Linked DNA regions of Macaca mulatta: region 2 is linked to region 1. The links are chromatin contacts, called in public Hi-C maps. All regions are on one chromosome and are shown on one strand. The core of a region is the stretch at or near the end of the contact, and the rest is flanking DNA. Distances in the headings are between cores, read along the strand shown. Region 1 holds the start of HOXA3 (homeobox A3). Region 2 overlaps SKAP2 (src kinase associated phosphoprotein 2).

Evidence for each region. Hi-C and Micro-C count contacts between places; a contact is called where the count stands out from the background.
Region 2: a contact with region 1 is called in a Hi-C map of fetal cortex germinal zone, with 5 times the contacts expected there. The contact joins the enhancer-like site here to the promoter of HOXA3 in region 1. A contact is called at or near these places in 6 of 14 Hi-C or Micro-C datasets (CD4 T cells, cortical neurons, fetal cortex germinal zone and 3 more).

What each region holds. Positions count from the first base shown.
Region 1 is chr3:101,190,636-101,196,468 of T2T-MMU8v2.0, forward strand. It overlaps HOXA3 (homeobox A3), which reads left to right and starts at 3,674. Exons shown (of 7, transcript XM_077998008.1): 1 at 3,674-5,833. HOXA7 (homeobox A7) reads left to right here. Exons shown (of 2, transcript XM_015133835.3): 1 at 1-2,514; 2 at 3,446-4,981. The coding sequence starts at 2,136. The coding sequence ends at 3,759. It overlaps LOC144340151 (a long non-coding RNA gene), which reads right to left. Exons shown (of 3, transcript XR_013415899.1): 3 at 5,406-5,833.
Region 2 is chr3:101,648,952-101,654,784 of T2T-MMU8v2.0, forward strand. All of the region lies in intron 9 of SKAP2 (src kinase associated phosphoprotein 2), which reads left to right. Among named protein-coding and RNA genes, the nearest start is that of SKAP2, 170 kb to the left of the region's middle. Within about 2 kb of position 2,295, at least 3 of the 40 cell types and tissues checked have an H3K27ac peak or open chromatin away from gene starts, as enhancers often do. A contact at or near this core is called in fetal cortex germinal zone and fetal cortical plate, where this site is marked.

The DNA.
Region 1 (5,833 bases), core at 2,424-4,923:
GCTCCCCGCTCGGGCTGTTGGACTGGGCAGGTTCTACTTTAAACACCAGCTCTGTCAGCCCCTCCAGCCGCTTGAGTCTAGACAGACGGCGGCGGCAGCGGGGGCCTTGGTCTTTTCTCTTTGCATCTTGCTCTGTGTCACCCCAGGAACAATTTATTGGTCTAAAGCGGTCTAATTCTGCCTCTTTGATCTCCTAGCCTTCTTGTTTGTTTCATCTTTCTTTAACTTTCTTGGGTTTTTATTTCCTTCCAGAAGGCGATGCCACAGGGATTATTTAGGTTTTTTCTTTTTGTCTTACTCTCTCTATTCTCCATCAGAGACACGGTATCATCTGATCCGCCATAAAGGCATCTCCGGATATTGTCCCCCACCCCACACCCCTACCCCTGGATTTCCGTGGCACAGGAGGAGACAGCCCAGGGCCCACCTGCCCCACCAGCCCCCACCTTCACTCCCAAGCCCGGGTGGTTCACTGCGCAGGGACTGGGGCTCCATGGCGTCCCAATCTGAACCCTCCCTCCACCTTTTGTATTCCTGGGACCCCCTGAGAGGGTGCGGTAAACGGGGGCGGCCTGGACCCTCTGAAAGTGATGGGAAGTGCTTTGTACACAAGGAACTCAACTCTATAATTTACAGGAGAATTTCCGGGGCAATTCCATTGTGAGGTCGGGTTTATGGTGTGTAATCGAGCTGAGCAGTAAAAGGTGGCTGGGTTTCCAGAGCAGCCGGGCAGTTTATGAGGCGTTTAGGGGAAGGGTTCTCCCCACTATCCTCCTCTGAGCGGTGGGCGGCAGGGGCTTCAGCTGGTCCAACGTGGTGCAGGGGTCGGAGGCCTGGGAAGGCAGGAATTGGGGACCTGGATGGGAGGGAGTGAGACCACCGTGCGCTCAGCTCCGTGTGAGCTGGTACTTGGATAGGCGAAGCCTCCACAGCTGGGTGGCATTTAGGGGGTCGTCCCCCTATTTGTTTTTGGTGTCTTCAAAAGAAATGGAAGTCCACAGGGGGTTGCAGTCCCTAGACGCCAGAGCCCACTCTCCAAATCGGCTCTAAAGCATGTATTGTTCCCAGGCACCCCGGCCTAGGAGGTGGAGGCCTAAGAGTGGCTGAGGTGAAGGCTACCAGAAACCTTCCACTGTTGGGAGTGCCTGGAAGGGTGCAGGCCTGAGATTTCTCCAAGCTGGGGGAAACAGCCCTGGCTACCCATGCGCCAGAGGGGAACCAGAAGTTGTGACAAGGACAAAAGAATCTTTAGCCATTTATCGGACTGCTGGAGCCAGCCAGGTGCCCAGGAGCGAAGGCACAGAGCCTGCAGCACTACAGCGTCCGGGAGGAGGGAGAGGAACCCCACGTTAATAAATCTGTTGGCAAATGAGTCTCATTAATAGATAAATATTTCACTGTTTCCTTTAGGGCGGATAAACAGTGTGCCTCCGATTAAGGAAAGGAAGCTGAGAGACGTTGACTTTATTCGAACCACATGGTTCCAGTTTGCGGTGGCATTCTCGCTGCAGCTGCAAGCGACGCTGCGCTTTCCCCGTCTGGATCCGAGTCTAAGTCCGGCGTGTCGCCCACTGGACCTGGATGAGAGAAGACTTGGGCAGAGTCGATCTGCTCATAGCTGAGTCCTGCCCACAAGGCCACCGAGGGGCAGTCTGTTGCGGGGAACAGAGATCCTTCCAGGGGCTGGGCAAGCGGACAGGAGAGGGATGGGGAGGATCCCAAGCTGGGTCCAGGGCTCACTAGCAGGAATGGGGGGGTTGCGCGAGGCGGGGCCGCCCGGCGTCTGCAGACCCCAGTGCCGAGGTTGGCGGCCAGCTGGGCGCTCCCGCGGAGCCTCCGGGTCTTTTTCCGCCCGACGCGCCAGGCCCACCGGGCGCGGGCGGATTCGTTGGCCGCATATTTGAGCCTCTTCCCCTTCCATTCTAGGCGGCCGCGGGCCCAGCGGAGCGAGACCACCTGTGAGGGCTGCTGAGATTGGCGGAGGCGGTCATGTGGGCGGTCACGTGCTGCGTCGAGCTCCGTCCAAAAGAAAATGGGGTTTGGTGTAAATCTGGGGGTGTAATGTTATCATATATCACGCTACCTCGTAAAACCGACACTGAAAGCTGCCGGACAACAAATCACAGGTCAAAATTATGAGTTCTTCGTATTATGTGAACGCGCTTTTTAGCAAATATACGGCGGGGGCTTCTCTGTTCCAAAATGCCGAGCCGACTTCTTGCTCCTTTGCGCCCAACTCACAGAGAAGCGGCTACGGGGCGGGCGCCGGCGCCTTCGCCTCGACCGTTCCGGGCTTATACAATGTCAACAGCCCCCTTTATCAGAGCCCCTTTGCATCCGGCTACGGTCTGGGCGCCGACGCCTACAGCAACCTGCCCTGCGCCTCCTACGACCAAAACATCCCCGGGCTCTGCAGTGACCTCGCCAAAGGCGCCTGCGACAAGGCGGACGAGGGCGTGCTGCACGGCCCAGCCGAAGCCAATTTCCGCATCTACCCCTGGATGCGGTCTTCAGGTAGGCGCAGTCGCTAGGCTGGCCGGGCTGGTGGAGCGGGACCGGGAGCGGGGAGCGCGGCGCTGGTGAGCGCGGAGCCGGGGGCCGGAAGAGCGGAGCCAGGCTGTTGCGAGCCGGCAGCCCCGTGACTCCCGGCGCAGCCTTTCTGGTTTTAATTAGAGCGGAGGCGCCATTGCGTGGAGCCCATAGCATTGTATGTAAATGAGGCTCATAAAACTTTTTATGGCCCAATTAATGGGTTCGATCCTCGTAAATTTATTTAACTCCATTTGCCTTGGAATTTTAACATTAAGTTTGTTCGCTATTCTCTCTTTCTCCCTCTTCTGTCACCCTCCCTCCCTTTCTTCTCTTCCTCCTCCTTTTCCTTGCTGCCTGGCTTTTCTTCCTCAAAAGCTGGGAGAGCCAAGCCCTCCAAGGCCTCTCACCCGACCCTGTGCCAGGGGCCATTTCAAGATGGGGGCGAGGGAATGAGGCCAGAGGGTCGGGGTACCCTAGGAAGGTCCTGGGGATTGAGGTCTCAGGCTGCTGGGAAGGGTCGCCCACTTGCCTAGCAAGGTGGGGGAATGGCCGGGCTCATCTTTGAATGGCAAAAGTGCAGCTTTTCCCACTTGCCCACACTCTATATTTACAGTTTTCCTTTGTCAGGGGAAGCAGGACATTGTGGAAGCTTAGCCGGCTGGAAAAGGCGGTTGTAAAGTTGGGATTCTGTGCCTTTGCTAATTACAGAGCTGCCTGCGAGTCTGGCACTGCAGTTGGGGTCTTTCCCTAACACCCCTCCTCCTCCCCTAGCTCAGTTTGGGGCCTGGGGCAGAGGGGGATGCTCGCCTGGGACTAGGCCAGGAGGAAGGTGTGGGCTCTGGGACAGCAGCCTAACGAGTGCCCTGTCTACTTGTCTGTCCGTGTGTTCCTGTGTCTGCATGTCTGTTCTCAGGACCTGACAGGAAGCGGGGCCGCCAGACCTACACGCGCTACCAGACACTGGAGCTGGAGAAGGAGTTCCACTTCAACCGCTACCTGACGCGGCGCCGCCGCATTGAAATCGCCCACGCGCTCTGCCTCACCGAGCGCCAGATCAAGATCTGGTTCCAGAATCGCCGCATGAAGTGGAAGAAAGAGCATAAGGACGAAGGTCCGGCTGCCGCAGCAGCTCCCGAGGGCGCCGTGCCCTCTGCCGCCGCCACCGCTGCCGCGGACAAGGCTGACGAGGAGGACGATGATGAAGAAGAGGAAGACGAGGAGGAATGAGGGGCCGAGCCGGGGCCCTCGCTGCACCGGACAGTCGGAAAAGCGTCTTTAAGAGACTCACTGGTTTTATTTACAAAAATGGGGAAAATAAAAGAAAATGTAAAAAAAAAAAAAAAAACAAAGAAAAAAAAAAAAAAAAAAAACAACGAACAAACAAAACAGTCCCCAACCTGCACTCTACCCGGCCCCCATCACCTACTCCAGCTCCCAACTTTTGTGGACTGAGCGGCCGCAGCGACTGGGTCGCCTTGGATTCCCTCTGCCTCCGAGGACCCCAAAAGACACCCCAACCCCAGGTCAGCCGGCCCTGCGCTGGCGCGGCCAAAATACTACCTAGCACAGGCCTCTGCTCGAGGCACCCCCAAACTACCTATGTATCCAGCCCAGAGGGCCTCCATTCCCAGGAAGCCCCTATGTATCCCAGCACTGGCAGACACCCAGCACCACCCTCCCAGATCCGCAAGAACGTGAATCTCACTACTACCTACTCCCCTAAAACTACCTATTTTGTGCTGGCTGGCTTGCCTGCTACCTAGTGCCGACTGCTCCCAGACAAGGCCCCTGCTGCTTACAGCCCGCAGGTTTTGGGGTCCCTGAGGCTGCCCTGAGAATGTGCTGAGGTCCAGGATCAGGGTATTGGCATCTATTTAAATTGAAAAATAATATATTTATTCCAAAAAGCATTCTAAGTGCTGTACCCTAGAATCAATCCCTCCTTCTCTGGCTTGGCACCCAAAGTTCAGGCCCATCAACCCCCACTTCTGGAGGGGAATGTTCCTGAGCTGGCTGCAGATCTCTGGGTTACCTTCTGCTTAGTAGGACTGTGGAGATGCTCCCAGCTTCGCTGTCCTTTCCTCTGGCTCCTGTATCTTACTGTTCAGCTGTGTTAAATATGTACACCCTGACGTTTCCTATAATAGCAGATACTGTATATTTGAACAAGATTTTTTTGTTTGATCGTTTCTATAGTCTTGGAGTTCATTTGTAAGGCAGTGTCTTGACTTGGAAAGGATGTGTTAATGGGGTGACTTTGTAGCATGGTATGTTGTCTTGAGCTAACTGTAGTGGGTGGGGAGGTCCAATGCCCTCCACAATGCCCTTCATCTCCTGTGTTGTCCTGTATCCCCCTCAGCTCCATCCTGGGGTTCAGGGAAGGCACACTTCCCAGCCCAGCTGTGTTTTATGTAACTGAAAAATAAAGATGCTTGGTGACAAAGAAAAACGTGGACTACCTTATCCAGAGGAGACTGGGAAAGGGGAAGTGAGCATGGCTGGAGGGAAAGGGGCAGTGGGGAAGCAAAAGTGGGGTGGCTGTCCTTGTGATGGTCCAAGTGTTGGATGCTCATGTATTGGTGTCATGTATTTTTTAATGTATTTTTATGTGTGTATTTGTATGAGTATGTGCTTATTTTTCTGTTTATGTATTTCTGTGTGTGTGTTTTTACCTAATTTCACAATTGTGTATATTTTGGTGTCCATAATTGGGTGCATGTGTTTCTGTGTGTCCATAATTGCATGTCATTCTGTGCCCACAATAGAGTGTATGCCCTTCCCTGTGTGCATAATTGTACATGTGCCTTTATCCGTGTAGAGACGTTTGTCTGGTTTTTGTGTGCATCTTCTAGATCCCTTGAAAACGGAATCTCTGGCAGATACGTTATATTCTATGAAGCTCCCTAAAAATCTCCATAAATTCCATGAGGAAATTTCAAATCCACCCTTTCCTCTAAGGCTGCGCAGTGGGCTTGGAAAGGGGCATTATCCAGAGGCTGATTACGGATTTCGCATGCGCCCTGAACCCAGCCCCAGGCTAGGAAATGGGATTTAAGGCCCCCACCCCGCCTGCAGGCGAGGCAAGGGCGCCCCAGGGTCCCGCACTGCTGTAGGTGGCGCGGGGAGGGGCTAGGACCGCAGACCCTCGCTGGGCTGCGCAGCCTGGGCAGGGGCTGGGGCATCTGGGTGCAGGGAAGGGGCGAGGGGCGAAGGGCGAGGGATTGTGCGGGCAGCTCAGAGCATCCTGAGTTCCGCCTGCAAGACCTTGTCTCCAGTCTTCTGCCTGGGTTGGGTCCGCTTC
Region 2 (5,833 bases), core at 1,045-3,544, 460 kb after region 1:
ACAACTGTTGCTTATTTTATATCACATTAACCTTCCTGGTTGCTTAATTAATAAATTGTTGCAAAACTCCTAGTTCCTAAGGTAATAAACTTGATACAGCATACTAATTCTTCATTTTTTCCCCTGAGAAGTCTGGTTATCTCGTTGTCTTCCCCCAGTCCTTCTTCAAAGTGCTATGGGATAGACTTACTCTTCCTACTTTGAAGTACAGAGATAACACTAAGAATTAGAGGCAGTGTCCAGTTTATGTGAGTAACAGAGCTGTAACAATAGGCCCTACTTTGCCAAATTTCCATAAGAGTAAACATGACTCTAACCATGCTATTTCAGTCATCTTTATCCTTCCATTCATTTTGAAGTTTGTATAATGCTAAAAGGCACATGTTTATATCTTTTTAAAAATATGTATTTTATTGCTGTCAAATAATAGTCTATTGAATAGACAGAACAGTCCTTTAGAAGTATAATAAAATATAATAATATAAAAATCCTTCATATTACCAATAGTTCTGGATTTATAGACCCCTGGGGAGCTCACTTTCCCTTGCTGTCATAAATTTGAACCTTTTGCCCATACTCCTTAGATTCGAATCTAACTTTTCCAACCCTTCTTCCAGCCTTTGTGGCTTGCCACAGGTCATGGGAGAGAAGAGCGGGTGGGGTGCTGTTTGTGTAAATCCTCCCAGCACTTCTTCTGTCTTTTACATTTTACCACTAGGACTAGCCAGTGGCGTCCTCTGTTCCTCCACGTCACCTCTTCCATCTCCCACTCAGGGGCATCTTGTGTGCAATGCCCAAATAGTGTGTAACTTTAGGAACAGAGAAGTGTGTTAAAAGCTAGAAGTGAGGAAGGGGAACTGGGAGGAGAGACAGAAGACCATATATTTTGGGCACCCCTGGTTGCAATTTTTCTAAATCAGCACTAAAAAGTTTGCTTAAGATGTACTTCAGATACAATGCTATGAAAGTATAGAACCTGCTCATCTATGTGAAAATGTTTTCAAAGTCCACAAACAGACAATATTTTAAGTAAAATTTTAGAAAGCAATCCACCTGTAAATTGAAGATTTTAATGAAAATTTAGGAAGAGACACTGTGGCTTAGAGTTAAGGCATATGCCTAAAGTTAAAATCCCAGCTTATGCAATAACTGGATGTGTGAACCTTGACAAGTTATTCAGGCTCCATAAATTCACTTTTCGTATTCATAAAATGGTTATGATAAAAGTACTTATTATTACCTCATAGAATTGTTGGAGGATTTAGTTACATAATGGATATAAATGCATGTAATGTGAACATTTAAGCAATAAATATTCACATTTCCTGAGAAAAATATATAATACATAAATAATGCCTGGACAGGTAGAGATCTAAAACCAAACTTTATTTCAGAGCTTAACTTTTGATTCTGTTTCATGTTTTAAAATACATTATAATTTAGTAAAGCTGTTTTCTGAGGGTGCTTAGTGAGAAAGGTGATCATTTTGTAAGTCAAAGATTTTTTTATATTGTCTTCCTCTTCTCTCTGGAAGAGATGATAAAATCAGTCCTCAGCCTTGATGTGAACATCATATACCTTGAGTTGGTGCTAACAAATTGTCTTCAACCCTTTTTCAAGCAATGTCAGCTAAATGGTGCCATTTGCTTGTAACTCTTCTTTTTGGTTATTTATCCTGAAGATAAGAACATTAGTAAGCCATAAATGCCCATTTTGTAAAAACTTCATAGCTAGACAGATTTGCAATCCTTATTGGGGTAATAATCCATCTGTTACGGAGCTGGATCCATTTTGTAAATTAAATAGGTTAAAAGGGGGAAAAAAGGGCCATGACTTTTCCCACAGTAAGCTTTTTCTCAAATGCTAAAAAGATTTGGGAAGACTCAAACTATTTGCCATTCTTCCTCTCTTTGCTCAACTCAGAGAGAAGGCCGAATATCTATTAAAAAGTGGGGTGGGTGCAGTTTATGGTTTTTTTTAATTCTGCAGGATCTGATTGCTCCTGGAAGTTTCATATTTTTGACAGGTTAAAACCTTTTGATGACTACCAGAACATTTCTACTGTTCTCACTGATCAGTTTAGTAAACGTGTGACTATGTTTGAATTTTCTTCTGCACTTAGCTCATTTTACGGTTATTTTCATCCTGTTAAAAAAAAAAAAAATCTCCTGATGATTCTTCTAACAATGTGTGATTGGAATAATAATTTCACATGTTGAAGAGTTTTGTGCTGCAGCTGAGAGGCATGTAAATACAAGCTGCTTATTTGCAAGAAGCTTCCAGATTTGCAATATGATTGCTATGGAAACCACATAATGAAAACCTTATAACCATCTGTGTGGTTTGATGGATTTTACTGCATAGCTGAGCTGTTTTTGTTTACTGTTATTAAAATGTTGAATGGAATATATTAACTCACAAACACTGACTATTTGAGGTATTAATTAGTGTTGTACAATGACATTGTGCCTCAACACCAAAATAATACATATTTAATAACAAACCTAAATAAAAAAACATGTGAATGTATACATTTCTAATATGAAGGTTATTATTGCGTAGAATTTTGGTCCCTCATTCTTACATATTTTTAAGAGCTTTATTCTATTAATAAATGAATATGTTAAGATTTATTTTTATGATTTTTTCAATCCATTTGTTCACTCTATATTTCTCGAACATCTCCTTTGTGCCAAGTTCTATTCAAGGTTCAGTCTGAGGTTTTTTCCCCTGCCTAAAATTCAAAAACATACACCATATTTGATTTTGTTATCTTTTATATGGAAGCTGTTTGTATTGTTAGCCAAGATAAAATGAGTTGTTTAAATATTGTTAAGAAAAATTGATATATGAAATGCATAAGGCTTTGGTTTAAAAATATCACTACCAGGTTTAAAAAGGAAAAAGGAAGTGTCCTTAATGAGCATCTCATCCTCTAAAATCTGCTTATTAAATGGCATCTCACATGGATTTCAATTTGGATATATTATAGTAAACATTAATTCTTAAGTAAATACTTTTAATATCATTATTCTGATAATTTAAGAATACATATTTCTAAGGACAAAGCTCTCTGTCACCAGTATACAATCCAGAGTACATGTTACTGGCACTTAAATTTTAATAAAAAATTCATAGTAACAAATACTTCTAAATTCATTGTTAACTTTGTCAAAGAGCAGAGTTTTTTCATTAAGTATTGTAATGAATTTTTATATGTTGATGCTGATTTGGGTGGTGAAATCTAAATCCCACTGTCTCTTTTTTTTTTTTTTTTGAGATGGAGCTTCGCTCTTGTGGCACAGGCTGGAGTGCAGTGGCGCGATCTCGGCTCATTGCAACCTTCGCCTCCCGGGTTCAAGCAATTCTCTTGCCTCAGCCTCCTGAGTAGCTGGGATTACAAGTGCCTGCCACCATGCCAGGCTAATTTTTGTGTTTTTAGTAGAGACGTGGTTTCGCCATGTTGGCCAGGCTTGTCTCAATCTCCTGACCTCAGGTGATCCACCCACCTGGGCCTCCGAAGTGCTGGGATTACAGGCATGAGTGACGGTGCCCGGCCCCCACGGTCTCCTTAAAAGTCACGAATAGTACCTATTGTATTGATGCAGTTATAGCTTTTGACTGAGGACAAATGTCTTTATCCATTTTTTAATTTACTTCTTACTATTGAATTTGTGACTGAATTAAAAGGGGAGTGGGTGCTATGGAAAGAAAGTGTGAAAAGTAAGGAAAGCTTTCTCCTTCACCTTTTACAAAATTATCTGTCAGTAAAATGAGTAGGTTGGAATAATGACTGTAAACGTCCCTTCTACCTTTAAAACCTTATATGGAAACACCCTATTAACCCATTTAGTAAAACTAGCCTTTGAAGTTTGGCATAAGTGAGATGACTATTGTTAAAAAGAAAGGAGATAGGATACTTTTTTAAAAAGTAGTATACTTTTATTAGGTCTTCTCTTTATTTGACTGAACCATATTAAATTGTCAGTGTTAGGTTTAACAATATGAATAAAATGCCAGATATTTTCAGGCGTCCCTTATATTGGAGCTGTCACTATTTTATTTGAATTGAGTTACAGAAATTCAGAACAGTTCTGTTTGTGGTGTAAGTACAGCTACCCTCAAGCTTGATTGAAATGCTGATTTTGATTCATCCCCATTTAAAATTTTCAGGAGACTCCTAAATTTCTACCTATAGTCCTGACTACTCTACCATACTTTGCAGTTGCCCAGACATGTTCTCTGGGTTACCCCACCAATACATTAAATTCCTCAACTCCTTGTGTTCCCCAGTAAGATAGATTATCTTGGCTGTCCTCCTTTTAGTAATAATGTGCCCATTTCTCAGTTAACTAAGCTCAAAACCTTAGCCATCCTTGGTTGCTCTTTTTTTTCCCTTCATGCCTCCACATTCAGGCACAAAACTTATCCATTCTAGTTCTTTTACCTCTCATAACCATCTCCTTTCCATTTCCTTTGCCCCTTCAGTTCAGGACTTCCTTCCCCTTTGTCCACGGTGGTCTCTCTCCTTACCCCTTCTTTAGGCTATCTGAGACAATGGGATCAGATGTCCATTTCTGAAGCATAGCTTCAGTCCTGCCCTTTCTCTGCTCAAAAAACCTTCTAAGGCTCTTATTGCCCACCAAATAAAAGCCTACAGTCCATAACAAGATGTTCATGGCCCCTCAACAGCTGGTCCAAACTATGAGCGTAACTCCTACCTGGCTCTTCCCCTATGTGTACCAGATTCTTTAGTCAAAATGAATGTGAATGTGCCTTTTTCTTTTAAAGATCATACCTATCCCTCTGGAAATACCCTTCTTACCCTCTCTCCTTATTTAAACTCTCTCCATCCCTTCCGTGGTACTCCCTAGTTGGGTGGTTTTCCTGCTGCATTTCTTCAGTACTTTGTGCCTCACTTGTCAGATTTAGGCCCCTTCAGCCTGTTTTCCTTTAGAGCTTGTCTTCTGTCCCATCTGTGCTGTCAGCTTCCTGTGAGCAGAGGCTTCCTGTTACTTTTACCTCCTTGGTGGATCCCCTCTGTCTTACACTTAGTTAATATCCAATGAAGATTGATTGATTGATCGATTGATTGATTGAATAGTTACAATGGCTACATTTATATATTTTGCATAGTTTTCTTTAAAGTTTTAGGAGTTTTCTTGGAACTGATTCTCTTTGAATCCAGTTTTTCTTTGGCATGCCATTTGTTTTTATGTCCTGCCTTAAGTATTTCTAGGTTTGTATGTAAATCCTTAGGTGAGGAAAAATTATGTAATAAATATTTTTCTTGGTGTAAAATAATTAGTTTATTAAGTCTATTTAAAACTCTTCTCGTTTAATTTTATCTTATTTCTTTGCATAATTTGGGGAAGGAATGGTATAGGTGAATGTGGAACAAATGTAAATAAAGCACTGATTATATGTAGGATAAAGAACATTGACTTTATAATCACAAACTTAAGTTTGAATGACACACTTTGGAAGTTACTTCACCTTTTTGAGTCTCTAAAAATATACTTGTCTGTAGAATGAGGATTAAAAATTATTTGTCTATGAGATTTTAACATCCACCATTGTATATGACACATAATAGGTCCTTGGTATAATTTTGGGGGAATTACCTCGAAGGATGAGGATCCTTATAGTATCTTCCTGTGAAGAGTAAGTGAGAAAACATGAAATTATATGATACTCAATAAATGATTTATAGGTTAACTGCATTTTTAGGTTTACACATTTATAGGTTAACACATTTTCTCCTTGCTATATGATGTTTTAGGGACCATGATTTTATATATGATACTTCTGCCACACAGTATAATGTGGTGTA